Linked DNA regions of Sus scrofa: region 1 is linked to region 2. The links are chromatin contacts, called in public HiChIP or PLAC-seq maps. All regions are on one chromosome and are shown on one strand. Each heading gives the region's core, a stretch centred on a gene start, on an enhancer-like site or on the middle of the called end of the contact. The rest is flanking DNA. Distances are from core to core; before and after follow the strand shown. Region 1 overlaps CAND2 (cullin-associated NEDD8-dissociated protein 2). Region 2 overlaps MKRN2 (probable E3 ubiquitin-protein ligase makorin-2).

The links. HiChIP or PLAC-seq counts read pairs in DNA pulled down with a chosen protein or histone mark.
Region 1: a contact with region 2 is called in an H3K27ac HiChIP or PLAC-seq map of skeletal muscle, with 3 times the contacts expected there. The contact joins two enhancer-like sites. A contact is called at or near these places in 1 of 47 Hi-C or Micro-C datasets (embryonic fibroblasts) and 1 of 2 datasets of contacts at active chromatin or transcription factors (skeletal muscle).

The regions. Positions count from the first base shown.
Region 1 is chr13:68,773,889-68,780,539 of Sscrofa11.1, reverse strand. It overlaps CAND2 (cullin-associated NEDD8-dissociated protein 2), which reads right to left. Exons shown (of 15, transcript XM_021069357.1): 8 at 6,636-6,651; 9 at 5,525-5,666; 10 at 3,704-5,206; 11 at 1,449-1,544. Among named protein-coding and RNA genes, the nearest start is that of RPL32, 16 kb to the left of the region's middle. Within about 2 kb of position 4,514, at least 2 of the 83 cell types and tissues checked have an H3K27ac peak or open chromatin away from gene starts, as enhancers often do. A contact at or near this core is called in skeletal muscle, where this site is marked.
Region 2 is chr13:68,574,618-68,581,150 of Sscrofa11.1, reverse strand. It overlaps MKRN2 (probable E3 ubiquitin-protein ligase makorin-2), which reads right to left. Exons shown (of 8, transcript XM_021069355.1): 7 at 1,518-1,662; 8 at 1-1,357. The coding sequence ends at 1,220. RAF1 (RAF proto-oncogene serine/threonine-protein kinase) reads left to right here. Exons shown (of 17, transcript XM_021069350.1): 17 at 1-23. Among named protein-coding and RNA genes, the nearest start is that of MKRN2, 31 kb to the right of the region's middle. Within about 2 kb of position 3,815, at least 4 of the 83 cell types and tissues checked have an H3K27ac peak or open chromatin away from gene starts, as enhancers often do. A contact at or near this core is called in skeletal muscle, where this site is marked.

The DNA of each region.
Region 1 (6,651 bases), core at 3,265-5,764, 200 kb before region 2:
TTCCGACACTGTCGTCTCACAACATGCCCCCCACCTTACAGCTGAGGATGAGATGGCCTGTCTACGCACACACAGCCCAAGTGGCAGAGCCAGGATTTGAACTCGAGGCTGGTGGACTCTAGCACCTTTTGACACTGCACCAGGCTGCCCTGCCTGGATGAAAAGGGTCCCAGACTCCAGTGTGGGCCAGTTGAAGGCCCACAGGCAAGACTGTCTGGGCTCCTTGGGCCAGAAGGCCCCTCAGACCTGGGCTGGGCCGGAGAGCTACTCTCCCCAGTGCTGGTGCAGCCCTACCCAGCTGGGTGGCTGCTGATGCCAATGCCAGTGAAAGAAGTGTGGTTTTCTACCTCTAAGAGCCTGTGTTCATGGGTGCTTTCCCTTGAACCATCTGGCAGCGGCGGGGCGGGGGGGGAAGGGGTGTTCCCAAACAACCTGAGACATGCAGATAAGGGTTTCTTTTTTGTTCTTTTTCTTTTTTTCCCCCCTTTTTAGGACCACACCCATAACACATGGAAGATCCAGGCTAGGGGTCGAATCGGAACTGCAGCTGAGATCCATGCCACAGCCAGAGCAATGCAGGGTCCAAGCCGCATCTGTGACCTACACTGCAGCTCACAGCAACACTGGAGCCTTAACCCACTGAGCAAGACCAGGGATCAAACCCATATCCTCATGGATATAGTCGGGGTCTTAACCTGCTAAGTCACAATGAATTCCCAGATAAGGATTTTCTCACCCCCATTTTACAGATGAATAAACTGAGGCTCAGAGGTGAGGGGCACACTGGCCTCACCCAGCGATTCAGGGGCTGTGCAGGAATGTGAGCCGAGGCCTGTCATGGGGTGAGGCAGCCTCGGGTCTCCAGCTCCCCAGGCTAATGTGTAAGAAAAATCAGCTCAAGGAGTTTCCATCATGGCACAGTAGAAAGGAATCTGACTAGGAACCATGAGGTTGCAGGTTTGATCCCTAGCCTCGCTCAGCAGGTCAAGGATCTGGCGTTGCTGTGGCTGTGGTGTAGGCAGGCAGCTACAGCTCCGATTCAACTCTTAGCCTAAAAACCTCCATATGCCGCAGGTGCAGCCCTAAAAAGATGAAAAGACAAAAAAATAAGGAAAAATCAGGAGTTCCCGTCTTGGCGCAGTGGTTAACGAATCCGACTAGGAACCATGAGGTTGCAGGTTCGATCCCTGGCCTTGCTCAGTGGGTTAACGATCCGGTGTTGTCATGAGCTGTGGTGTAGGTTGCAGACACGGCTCGGATCCTGCGTTGCTGTGGCTGTGGTGTAGGCTGGCAGCTACAGCTCTGATTAGACCCCGAGCCTGGGAACCTCCATATGCCGCGGGAGTGGCCCAAGAAATGGCAAAAAGACAAAAAAAAAAAAAAAAAGAAAAATCAGCCCAAGAACAGGGTAGAGGAGACCGGAGGTGGCAGAGGGGAGGTGTGCTCACCGATGAAGCTCTTCAGGAGGGGGTCAATTGGGTGGGGCTGGTCCGAGATGAGGAACTTCACTGCTGTGATGACAGTGCTGCGAGTGTGAGGCTGACCTGTGGACAAGAGGCCTTGTGGGTCCCGGATTCCCACAGGGACACCCAAACGCTGGAGGGGCCAAGGCTGCCCTCGCCTCTGTGCGACAGAGAACCACACCACTCTCAACTCGAAACCCACCACCCGTTTTTGGGGAAGTCAATGTCGCCACTTCCCTTGCAGCCCAGAACCTCCCCTGAATTTTTCCTGCTGCAGCTGAGACGTAGCACCATCAGTTCTCAGATAACCACACAGAGCACGTGAACAGGATTGAGAACCCAAGCAGGGCTCAACCCAAGAAAGACCTCTGCTCAGGCCTTGGGGCTCTGTCCTATTTTTCAAACACATTACCTCAATTCACCCTCAGGGTTAATTAATCCTAGTCACTGGGTGATAATAATAATATTAGTTAAAATAATTAATAAAAATTATTATTAATCTCCCTTTTACAGATGAGGAAAAAGAGGCCCAGAAAGGTTAAATTCACGGAAGATCACACAGCAGGTCCAGAATTCACTGGCTGCTTATGTGCCCTCTCTGGGCCCCCTCAGGCCTGCATTCGCCAAGCAGGGGGCAGCTGTGCCTCAACTCAATGTGCTTTTCTGCCTGATTTCTGAGTAGAGAAGCTGCATCAAGGGAGGGGAAGACATTGCCCATTAGGGTAAAGGAGATAAATCAGCAGCTGCTCACCACCCTGGCCTCCCCACCCCAGCACACAGCACTGAAGGGGTTAAGTCTGGTTCCACTCACAGACTGTAGTTCAAGACTCAGGAAAAAGTTTACTTTTTTGGTCTTTTGTCCTTTTAGGGCCACACCCGTGGCACATGGAGGTTCCCAGGCTAGAAGTCTAATCGGAGCTGTTGCTGCTGGTCTATACCATAGCTACAACAACACCAGATCCGAGCCGCGTCTGTGACCTACACCAGAGCTCACGGCAACGCCGGATCCTTAACCCACTGAGCGAGGCCAGGGATCGAACCCACAACGTCATGGTTCCTAGTCGGATTCATTTCCACTGCACCGCTACGGGAACTCCCGAAGTTTACAACTTGATGCCGGAGCATGAGTGAGTGAGTTATTGACTTCAGCCGTGTGGTTTTTCCCTCTTTCTCTTTCCACCTTGTCTGGCTCAGGGTGGATGATGAAGATAATACAGGGAGAATAGGATTAAGTGAATAAGAAAAATGAGGCCAAGGACAAATACAGGCCAGGAAATGAGATGAGACTAGAGTGAGGGGTGTACAGGGAGAGGCAACTAGGAAGCCCCAGGAACTTGCTAGAAGCAGGCTGCTGACTGGGCTCTAAGCGTCCCAGCAACTGGCAGTCACAAGGAAATATGACTGGTTAGCTGGTTCAGCAGTGGGCAAGGGGCCTAAACAAATCAGAGCTGGGCAGCCCCTCATCCTGAACTCGCCTCCCAGGGTTCACGTGAGGAGCCCTGAGCGGTGTAACAGGTGACATCCTCAGCCTGGCTGTCCTGTCCACACACTGCTGAGGGCATACCAGCAACCCAGTGAGGGCTTAGCCCAACCACTGACACAGCAACAACAGCAGTTACTAACCAGTACTAATTAGCTACCACCCCCTACCCAAGCACTTTGCCTGCATTTTGTCAAAGACACACCTCTGACCTCAGGGATTCCAGCCCACCAGCTTGAGGCTTTTCATTCTCAGAGTCCATGGCCTCTTCCTCCTCCCTAAGCTTTGGAACATCCTGACTCCACAACATAAAACCTGCCCCTGCAACCATGTCTGCCCAGGCCTGGTATCCACTCCCAGTCTACATTTACATTTGCTCTGGGTGCAAGACAGCCAAGAGAGAGCTGCAGGCTGCAGGCTGCAGGCAGCCAATTCTGGCCTCTCAGAGAACCGCTGTTACTAAGCTTCCCCTGGAGCGTGAGGCTGCTGTCCGCACCAAGGATTATAGAAGTGGCATCATGAAAAGTTTTCCTGTTGGAGGGACAAACCAAGGATTCTGTCCCCTCTATCACAGAGGGTCCCACAGGAAGAAGCCTTTGTCTCAGGAAACGCTGTTTTTAACAGCTCTTCTGCCTTTAATCTTATTGACACCGTGCGTGATTCTTAGCCCCATCACCTGAACAAGCTCACCTGGTATGAGCCACGTGGGCACACCACCTACCTCCAGCCTGGACTGCCTCTGCCCATCCCATGCCCCTACCTGCAGCAAGTTGCTTCCGGAACCGGGGCAGAAGGAACGGAGGGTTCACAAGGACGAGCTTTCCGATGCACTCGGCTACCACCCCCCGGGTGCCCTCTTCAGCACCCTCGCAGCGCTGGAACAGCAAGGCCCAGATGTCCTCAGCGTAGGGCTTCAGGCTGTCAGGTGGGGCAGCGCCCAGGGCCTCCCGGAGCGAGTGCAGCAGCAGGTACTGCCGCCGGGGCTCAGCCTCGATCTGCCCCAGCAGAAAGGGAAGGAAGTCGGGCAGGTTCCCTGCACCCACGCGGCCCAGCGCATAGGAGGCGGCTGCCCTCACGTCCTCGCTGGGCGAGCCCAAGGCTTCTAGCAGCACTGCCTTCAGCTCCCGCTGGGGTCCCGGCCCAGCCACCTGGCCCACCTCAGCCAGCGACAGGAACGCCAGGACCTTGACCCCCGTGCTGGAGCTGGGTGACCTGGCATCACAGACCAGGCGCTTGGCTGTGCCTGCTGCCTCCTGGGGACAGGCTGCTGCAAGGGCTGCCACACACCGTGCCAGCGAGTGGAACACCTGCTTGTGCAGGCCAGGCCCGCTGTCCACGGGTTGGTTGTAAACAGGTGCAGTGAGCAGGCTGATGAGTTCTGCGTAGTTCACGCACGGTGGCCGCGTCCCTACCAGAGCCTGCAGGAAGCCTTCGGCGGCTGCCAGCACACCAGCCGGCAGCAGGGGTGAGCGTAGCAACCGCAGCAACTCAGAGAGCACAGGACCACTGACCTCGGCCAATGAGGCTGGCTGGGCATGGGTCACAGTGGCGAGGAAGTCCACAGCCAGCTGGGCCACATGCATGTCGCTCTCACTGACCAGGGCAGGCAGCTCAGCCAACACGGTCCGCACAGCGGGGGGTGGGAGGCTGAGGCCCTGGCTCCGGGCCAGGGCATCCAGGGCTGCCAGGGTGGCCAGCCGCAGCGCCCGCTGGTTCTTGCGCAGGAACGAGGCCAGGATGGGCAACGCCTCAGCCAGGATGAGCTGCAGGTCAATCCGCAGCGGGGACACAGCCACCAGCGTCAGCGCCTTGACGGCGGAAAGCCGGGTGATCTCATTCCGCAGACGGTCCAGGAGGAGCAACAGTGACGGCTCCAGGTCATCCCCAAGCCGGTCACCCAGGTGGCCCACAAGGTGGCCCATGCAGGAGATGGCCCGCTCCTTCACCTCCTGGTCCAGGTCGGTAGCACGAAGCCGGGCCAAGGTGGCTGCAGACATCTCTCCAATGTAGGGCTCCGGGTCCAGCGTCCGAGGCCTGTCCAATGGCCACAGGGCCTTCACCAGCTCCTGGAGTACTAGCAGGGCCTCAGCTGCGATCTTGTAGAAAGGGTCAGCCACGCAGGCCATCACAGGTGGCAGGAGAGTGGGCAGGTGGGTGTGGAAAGCCTCAGCCGGCTCCGTGCCCAGCAGCCCCTGCAGGAAGGCCAGGGCATCCATCCGGATGGTGGAGGAGCTGGAGCGGTCCGCCAGTGAGAAGACGATGCCTGTGGGGTGGGTGTAGAGGTGACGGGGCCATAGATCCTGACCCAGCTCAGCCCTCCCTGGATGCAGGCGTGGAATACCCACAGGCACCTGAGCTGGACCCAGGCACTGGGGCTCTTATGCAGCAGATGCTGAGAGGTCAGGGCTGAGAACACAGGCCAGGAAAGCCACTTGAAACCAGGAAGTAGGGCCTGCACCCCAGACCTGTTCTCACTGTTGGCAGTAGGAGTCACTGTAGGTTGCTGAACAGGGGTACCCTCGGGGACTAGGGATTTTGGAAGAGGCCCAGAAGAGCTGACACTGGTTCCGGTCCATCCTACCTGCTACCAGCACGGGCATGTGTTCTGCCAGGCTGCCCGGGAGGACACCCGCCAGCTCGGTGAGGAGGCTGAAGCACCCCTGGCGGGCCCTGATACTCCGATCTTTAAGCTGCCGCTGAAGGGCCTTGATCACAAGAGGCACCTGTGGATAGGTAGGGGGAGGTCACTGACCACCCAGGAACCTACTGGGGGCTTTACTCAGACACAGGCCCGTGGGGAAAAGCACTCCATCCCACCTTTCTGTACCAGGCACCACACTCACCCTCTGAGGCTGGTACTATTCCTGTGCCTGCCGTACAGAAACAGGCACAGGGTTCAAGGAACTTGCTCAAAGTCGCCAGGCAGTGTGGTTCTCATTCCCACACTCAGGAAGGCCCCCTTCCCTTCCCCAGCTAGATTCTCTCCCGGGATGAGCTCATCCATTCCCCAAATTCTGGATTCCAGTGCAGCAATGGCTTCCAGATCTACATCTCTGACATTAGACTTCTTGTGCTAACTGCCCACCCAACATCTTGACTCAGGCATCCAACAGGGACCTCAGAGGTACACGTCCAGAACTCTAGACACACCCCCTCCATCATCTCGGGGGATGGCACTTCAAGCTTTAGACAGAGCCCAGAAGCCACACGGTACCTCCCTGCCTCTCATTCCTCCTGCATCTGCAAACCCCAAACTACCTCTCAAGTCTGAAAGTTCCTCTCCACCCACTTTGACCAAGCTCTTTTATCTGAACAGCTGCGGCTGCCTTCTGTGGGTCCCAGCCCATTACAATCCATTCCCCACACAGCAGCCAGAGTGAACTTTTCCAAATGTAAGTAGGACCTCACAGTTCCCCTTCTGCGGCTTCCATGCTCTGAGAGTGAACCTGAACCTCCTTCCTATGGCCTGGAACCCTGCCTGCCCTACTGCCTGTCTGCCCTGAGACAGTGTTGTCCCGGATGGGGACTTCACTTGCTGTGTCCTGGCACTTAGTACACACTGCGGGGCCCACAGCAGGTGCTCCATAGGTACACTTCAGTGGATGGATGGGGGGCGGGTGGGACGCTGGGAAGATGAAGGAGGGAGGGGCTGGGAGCGGGAGGGAGCAGGAAGGAGGGGCAGGCAGGCACACCTGTCCTCGAAGTATG
Region 2 (6,533 bases), core at 2,566-5,065:
AAATAAATTAAATGTAGGTTTAATGGCTGTTTCCTCTTTTTAAAGTGATCCTGAGTTCACAGCTTGAACTCCATTTGTTCAAGAAGTAGGAAATGGGCCCAGAGCCTCTGCTGGGAATGAATGTAATCCAGCCTTTGTCACTCTTCACTAAAGAGTTAACTAGAAAAATGATGCAAAAAGCACTCTAAACTCAGTGGGTAGAGTTTCTTCTACCCACACTTTAAAGTAATGCATTTTATAAAATATTTGGTTATCTACAGCTGTTTATAAAAATAGATTCAGGCTTGGATTGAGTTTTAACTCACAAGGTTATGCTCCTGCAATTAAAGTTACATCTGGTGACAGAAGATCTGTACACAGTTCTCTGCAGGATCACTGCTGGGTGAAGACTTAGAAACTTTTCTTGGGTGCTAATGAATTCTTATAAAATTTTAAATCAAAGCTAGGTTTTACAGAGGAGAGCACATGTGGGCACCGAGCCCTCAGGTATGAACACCCTCAGGGCACAAGCCAGCAGTTGAGAGCCAGGGGGGCGTGTTTCCCTGGAGGCACGTGTGCAAGGTTCTCCTGTGATTGTGACCCCCTTGCACTTCTTGCTACTTCAAGAGCCCTCCTTATGGGGAAAAGCCCTCCTTATGGGGAAGAAGGTTTATACTTTGTTTACTCAACAGAGCAACAAGCCTCCTGCTCTGATCTGGGACACTGAAGAGCCCTAAATATAGAGTTTTGTGCTAAGGTGTGAAGCACCCACTTTGTTTCTTGAAAAGTAATATACAAGTCAAGTTTTTGACCACACACTACTTCAATACTCTAGGGGGATGCACCACACAGGAATCCTTTTAAGGGCTAAAGAATCCTTTGGTATGAAAACTGAATCTGCTGCATGCTGACTGTGTCTAGGGAGCTAAAGCTCAAGGACAGGAGCCAGGTTGGTTTGAAGCAATCAAGTAAAACCCTGGCTGGTTAAGCTGGTACCCCTGAGGAGCTTGAGGTGCAACTAAGTTAGCAACTATCAAAGTAGTGATTCCACATACTTGTTAGGTTATTTTATATCCTTCACTCCTCCCATGGCTGTAACTGTGAATGAGACCAAGGTTAAGTACAACCCCATTCAAATCCAAGAGACACGCCACCTCTGGCTACCGTGAAGGAAGCTCTGCAACCCTGACTTGGGAAGGCTTGGCCGGTGGAGCCCAAGATGTGGGCGGCCATCTACTCTTCAGGGTTCTGACGGCTCCACTCCAGACAGGTGCATGAAGAGGTCCCCGAGCTCTGTCATGTCAACCTCTTCAGTGCTGGGGACATGCCGGCTCTCTCGGTTCTCGATGAAATCCCAGAGCCGAACTGAATTAAAGAACTGCAAAAATAGCAAGCAAACAGGCCTGGTTATTGCCAAAGGCAGCACACCTGCCAACCCCACACCTTCCTGCCAAAGCTGTGAGAACGGGCCAGGAGAGGTCCCCAGACATGGCCACAGGCAGCTGTTCCTGACTCGGATGGCCAGGTCCTTAACTCACCCTCACAGTGCCTTCAGAACTGAGCTGTTTCCGGGGTTTCTCAGGCTCTGCTAGCCGCCCATCAGGGTAAGCATGGCGGTAAAGGCATTTGCTTCCAAATGGGCAGGTCCCTTTGCCTTGCTCAAAGTATTTACAAGCTTTTTTTCTGAAAAGCAGAAAGAAAAGATCAAGAGGATGGGTAAGAGAATCTGGGGTTTAGGTGAACCACTGCTTTTCTCATCCCTGCCAGAGCCAGGTCAGCCTCACATTAGCGGTAGGGAAACAGAGGCTCGGAGCAGCTGGATGCTGATTTCCAAGCTGGAAATTTAATTCCCTCACAGGCAGTTTAACTTGTGTTTTGACCGGCAGTGGTCTGACCACTCCTCTGGGCCAGCTGTCTGGGCTCCAAGGTTCTGAAGCTGAGCTACTTGCCTCAGCTCAAAGTCCCAAAAGGAGCACCACCCAGAAAAGTTTCCCTTCCTCCTGCTCAGCAGTGACACCAAGGTGACAGCCTTGAGTTAGGAGTCTCAGGGGAAAGCAGTGAATTTTAGCAGCTGCCTTCAAGTCACAGGCCTCATCTCATTTTCCTTGGTCCCCACCTTCCAGAGCAGAGCTGCTTAACTACATGCTACAAACCCTCCCTCAGAAGTGTTTTATTTAAGACACACAGGTCTTCTTCCCCTGTCTTAATTCTAGCTACAGACCCCTATGGGAAGAACCCCTGCTCCTGAAGTAACTCAGAACCAAACTGAGAATTCCCATCCTTCTTGCTAAAATGAAATTAGGACCGATGCAATCCTAAATGATCCCAAGACGAAGAGGAAGAGATGTTCAAAGGTGGAAAGTGTCTGGGAGGGGAAGGTGCAGAAATGAAGCCAAACCTCAGCAGACAGGGCCAGCTGCTGCCAGGGGGGCTGGGGTACATCACAGTGGCAGACGACAAGGAAGGGGCTTCCTTGACTCCAGTGCTTTCCGTTTTCTCAGAGCAGGGGATGGCAAAGAGGGTGGGCAGAGTCTCTGAGACAGGCCTCAGCAGCACAAAGAGAAGCTCCCCAACAGCTGTCCCCTCCCACCAGGTCTGTGGTCCAGACACCTTCCAGGGTCCCTGGTCCCCAAAGTTCTGAGCAGATCTTCAAATGACCACTCAAATGGTGAGTTCTCGGAGTTCTCGTCATGGCTCAGTGGTTAACGAATCCGACTAGGAACCATGAGGTTGCGGGTTCAATCTCTGGCCTGGCTCAGTGGGTTAAGGATCTGGCGTTGCCATGAGCTGTGGTGCAGGTTGCAGATGCAGCTTGGATCTGGCATTGCTGTGGCTCCGGCATAGGCCGGCGGCTACAGTTCCAATTCACCCCTAGCCTGGGAACCTCCACATGTCATGGGAGCGGCTCAAGAAATGGCAAAAAAAAAAAACAAAAAACAAAAAAAACCCAAAATGGTGAGTTCTTACCACAGTCTGCAGGACACTGGCTTTACTTAACAAACTCATCAGGATACAAACATTATTCTCTAGCCTCCACCCCCAAATCATTTTCCTCCCAGCCTTATTTGGTCACCAAGGACAAAAGCCTCCAGTTCACTGGGGTTCCCTCTTTGTTCTCAGCTTTCATATCCCGTTGTTACTTCTGTCACAAAGCACCTCCCCAATCGACCATCCTCTGCTGCCCACCTGCCAAGGTCCTGCATGACCTAAGCCACAGACGTGGCAACTCTGGATCCTTCACCCACTGTGCTGGGCTGGGGATCAAACCTGCGTCCCAGCGCTCCCAAAACATTGCTGATCCCACTGCACCACAGCAGGAGCTCCATGTCACCCTGTTCTTAAAGACCACGATTAGGCTGAAGCGCAAGGACGCATCAGACTTAACTCATGTCTGTGTCCCAGTAGGTCCCACATCCTTCCACACACCTTTGCCAGCCCCAGGGACCACTGCCATTGCTCCACAAACAAAATCTGTCATTCCCCTGGCCCCCCATCCCCAGGACACACAGGCTATCATGTTTCAGGGCTCAGGTCCTCCTCCTCCTGCTTTCTCTGACACCCCCAGGGGGATCCCAATGCCTTCTTTGTTACCACCGCTAGATGGGTCTCTCATGAGGAATATGTCACCAAAAAACCTGTATAACTACTTTTTGCAATTTCCCATGAAATTTCTTAATGATTTTTACTCTATATTCCCCACTGGTGCTTAGCTTGAAAGTGCCTGGCCTATTGCCCTGTAAAAGTGTGCAGAATGCATAAAAACACCATCCTCAACAGAAACCAAGGCCAGGAAGACCTAAACAGCAATTACACAAGAACAGCAGAGCTGCCTTCTCCAGGCTGGACCCCTCTGCCTCGCCACTTCTGCCCTCTGGTGGACACAGAGTAACACCACAGGAGAAAAAAATGGTGAAACGAGAAATTATCAAGCCTTTAGTAATCAATATGCAACTTAAAGGAAACCATTTAAAAAGATGACATACAATTATGCTTTTAGTACCCTTCCTACAGATTAACTAGAAATACAGACAGGCAGGCATTGGAGAATGAAGAGAAGCAGGTTTAAATTATTTAGAAGGATGGAATTGGCAAGAGGTTAACTTTTTTAGGGGGAAAAAAAAAAAAAAAAGAGTTCCCGTCCTGGTGCAGTGTAAATGAATCTGACTAAGAACCATGATGTTTCGGGTTCAATCCCTGGGCCCGCTCAGTAGGTTAAGGATCTGGCATTGCTGGCATTGCTGTGAGCAGTGGTGTAGATCACAGACGCGGCTTGGATCTGGTGTGGCTGTGGCTGTGGCATAGGTCGGCGGCTGTGGCTCCGATTAGACCCCTAGCCTGGGAACCTCCATATGCTGCGGGTGTGGCCCTAAAAAGCAAAAAGAAAAACAAAACAAACCCAAAAACGTTTAGCCTAGAGCAGGTGCCTGTTAAATATCTACGCAGGGTAGCTAAAACTCCCGTGGAGAGAGAGCCAAGTTTTTCTGGCTCTAAGAACAAAGAAACAGAGGAAATGAACCAGTGAGGAAGCAGCCCCTGCTCACCCCCCGCCTCCCATAAAAAAAGGGCCTGAGAGGGACCCACCGAAATGCTGTGTATCAACTTCATCCAAATCCCCAACCAGCCCCTGACCCACACACACATCAGTGGAGCAGGCTCATGGCAACTCTGCAAAGGATAAAAAACTGAGATTTGAACTGCTGCCCACAAGTTTGAATCTAAACAATTTATCTATTAAAATAAAACAATGCTTCCTTTATAGATGTACCTAAAAAAATCCAGAATTTCTACTGGGTAACATTTACAGTGTCTAGAACACAACCTCAAATGACTCATCATAATGAAGAATCAGTAAAATGTTACCCATTCTAAAGGGAAAAAGAGTCAACAGAGACCAACTTCAAATGACAAGGATTTCAAAGCAGCTACTATATGTGTGTTCAAGAAGATGAAGAGAGGGGAAAAAGAATGAAAACAAAACAAAACAAACTACATACACACCACAAAACAGAGCCCCAAACTTTGCAGAACAATATAAAAAAGTCCATTACCTGTGATTAAGAGTCCCAGAAGAAAAAAACAGGGTAGAAAAAATATTTGATGAAACAATGGCCAGAATTTCCCTACTTTTGGTATTACATTTGGTAAGAATTTTCCCTTACAAACTCAAAGAAAACCACGCAGTTAAATAGGAAAAATCACTCCCAAGGCAAAACATCAAACTTCTTAAAAACTAAGATAAAGACTCAAAAATGACACTACCGTCTGAACAACCACTGACTTCTTACCATAAACCAGAGAAGTCAGATAACAGTGGAACATTCGCAAAGTGCTGAAAGAAAAGTGGGGGGAGACCCCCAATCATTTCAGAATTCTGTTCATTGAAAATGGAGCCAGAAATTGAAACAAAAACAAAAGACCGATTTAGTCAATAAAAATATCCCTCAAGAATGGGGGAGGGGAGTGATTTCTGATAAAAAGAAAACTAAGAATTCATCATTAGCAAATGAGCAAAATGTTAAAGGCATTCTTGAGGCTGAAGAGAAATTACATCAACTGGAAGGAATTACATAACAGAGGAAAGAGCACTGGTAATATTAAATATGTTGGTAAATATAAACAACTTATTTTCCTTTTAAAAAATACACAAGTTATGGTGAAAATTACATTACCTTGTACGGTTCTAATGTATGTAAATATTACAGCTATACATTCCAGTAAAGGTGCAGGATACAAAATCAATGTATAAAAATCAGTTGGTTTTCCATGTACTAACAATGGATTATTACCATAAAGAGGAATTACGAAAATCTCATTTAAAATTGCATAAAAAAGAATATAGTACCCAGAATACCACAAAGGTGAAAGATCTGTATGTTGAAAACTGTAAGACAGTGGTGAAAGAAATTGAAGTTGACATAAATGGGAAGATACTCCATGCTCAAGGGTTAGAAGAATTAATATTGTTAATTCTTTACCCAAAGCAATCTAGAGACCACTGCAATCTCTATCAAAATTCCAATGGCATTTTTCATAGAAATAGAAAAAACAATCCTAAAATCTGTATAGACCCACAAAAACTTGGAATAGCTAAAGCAATCCCAAGAAGGACGAATGAAGCTGGAGCGCCACACTTCCTGATTTCAAACTGTATTACAAAGCTAAAATGATCAAAACAGGATGGTACTGACACAAAAACAGACATACAGATCAATGGAACACAACAGAAAGCCCATCAACAAACCCGTACATACATGGTCAATTTACAACAAAGGAGCCAAGAACATGCAATGGAGAAAGGACAATCTCTTTAAAAAATGGTGTTGGGAAAACTGGACAGCCACATGCAGAAGAATGAAGCTGAATCACTATCTGTTCCACACACAAAAATTGACTTGAAATGGGGAGTTTGCATCATGACTCAGCAATAACAAACTGGACTAATATCCATGGGGACGCCAGTTCAGTCCCTGGCCTAGCTCACTGGATTAAGGGATTGACATGAGCTGTGGTGTAAGTCACAGATGCAGCTCAGATCCAACATTGCTGTGGCTGTG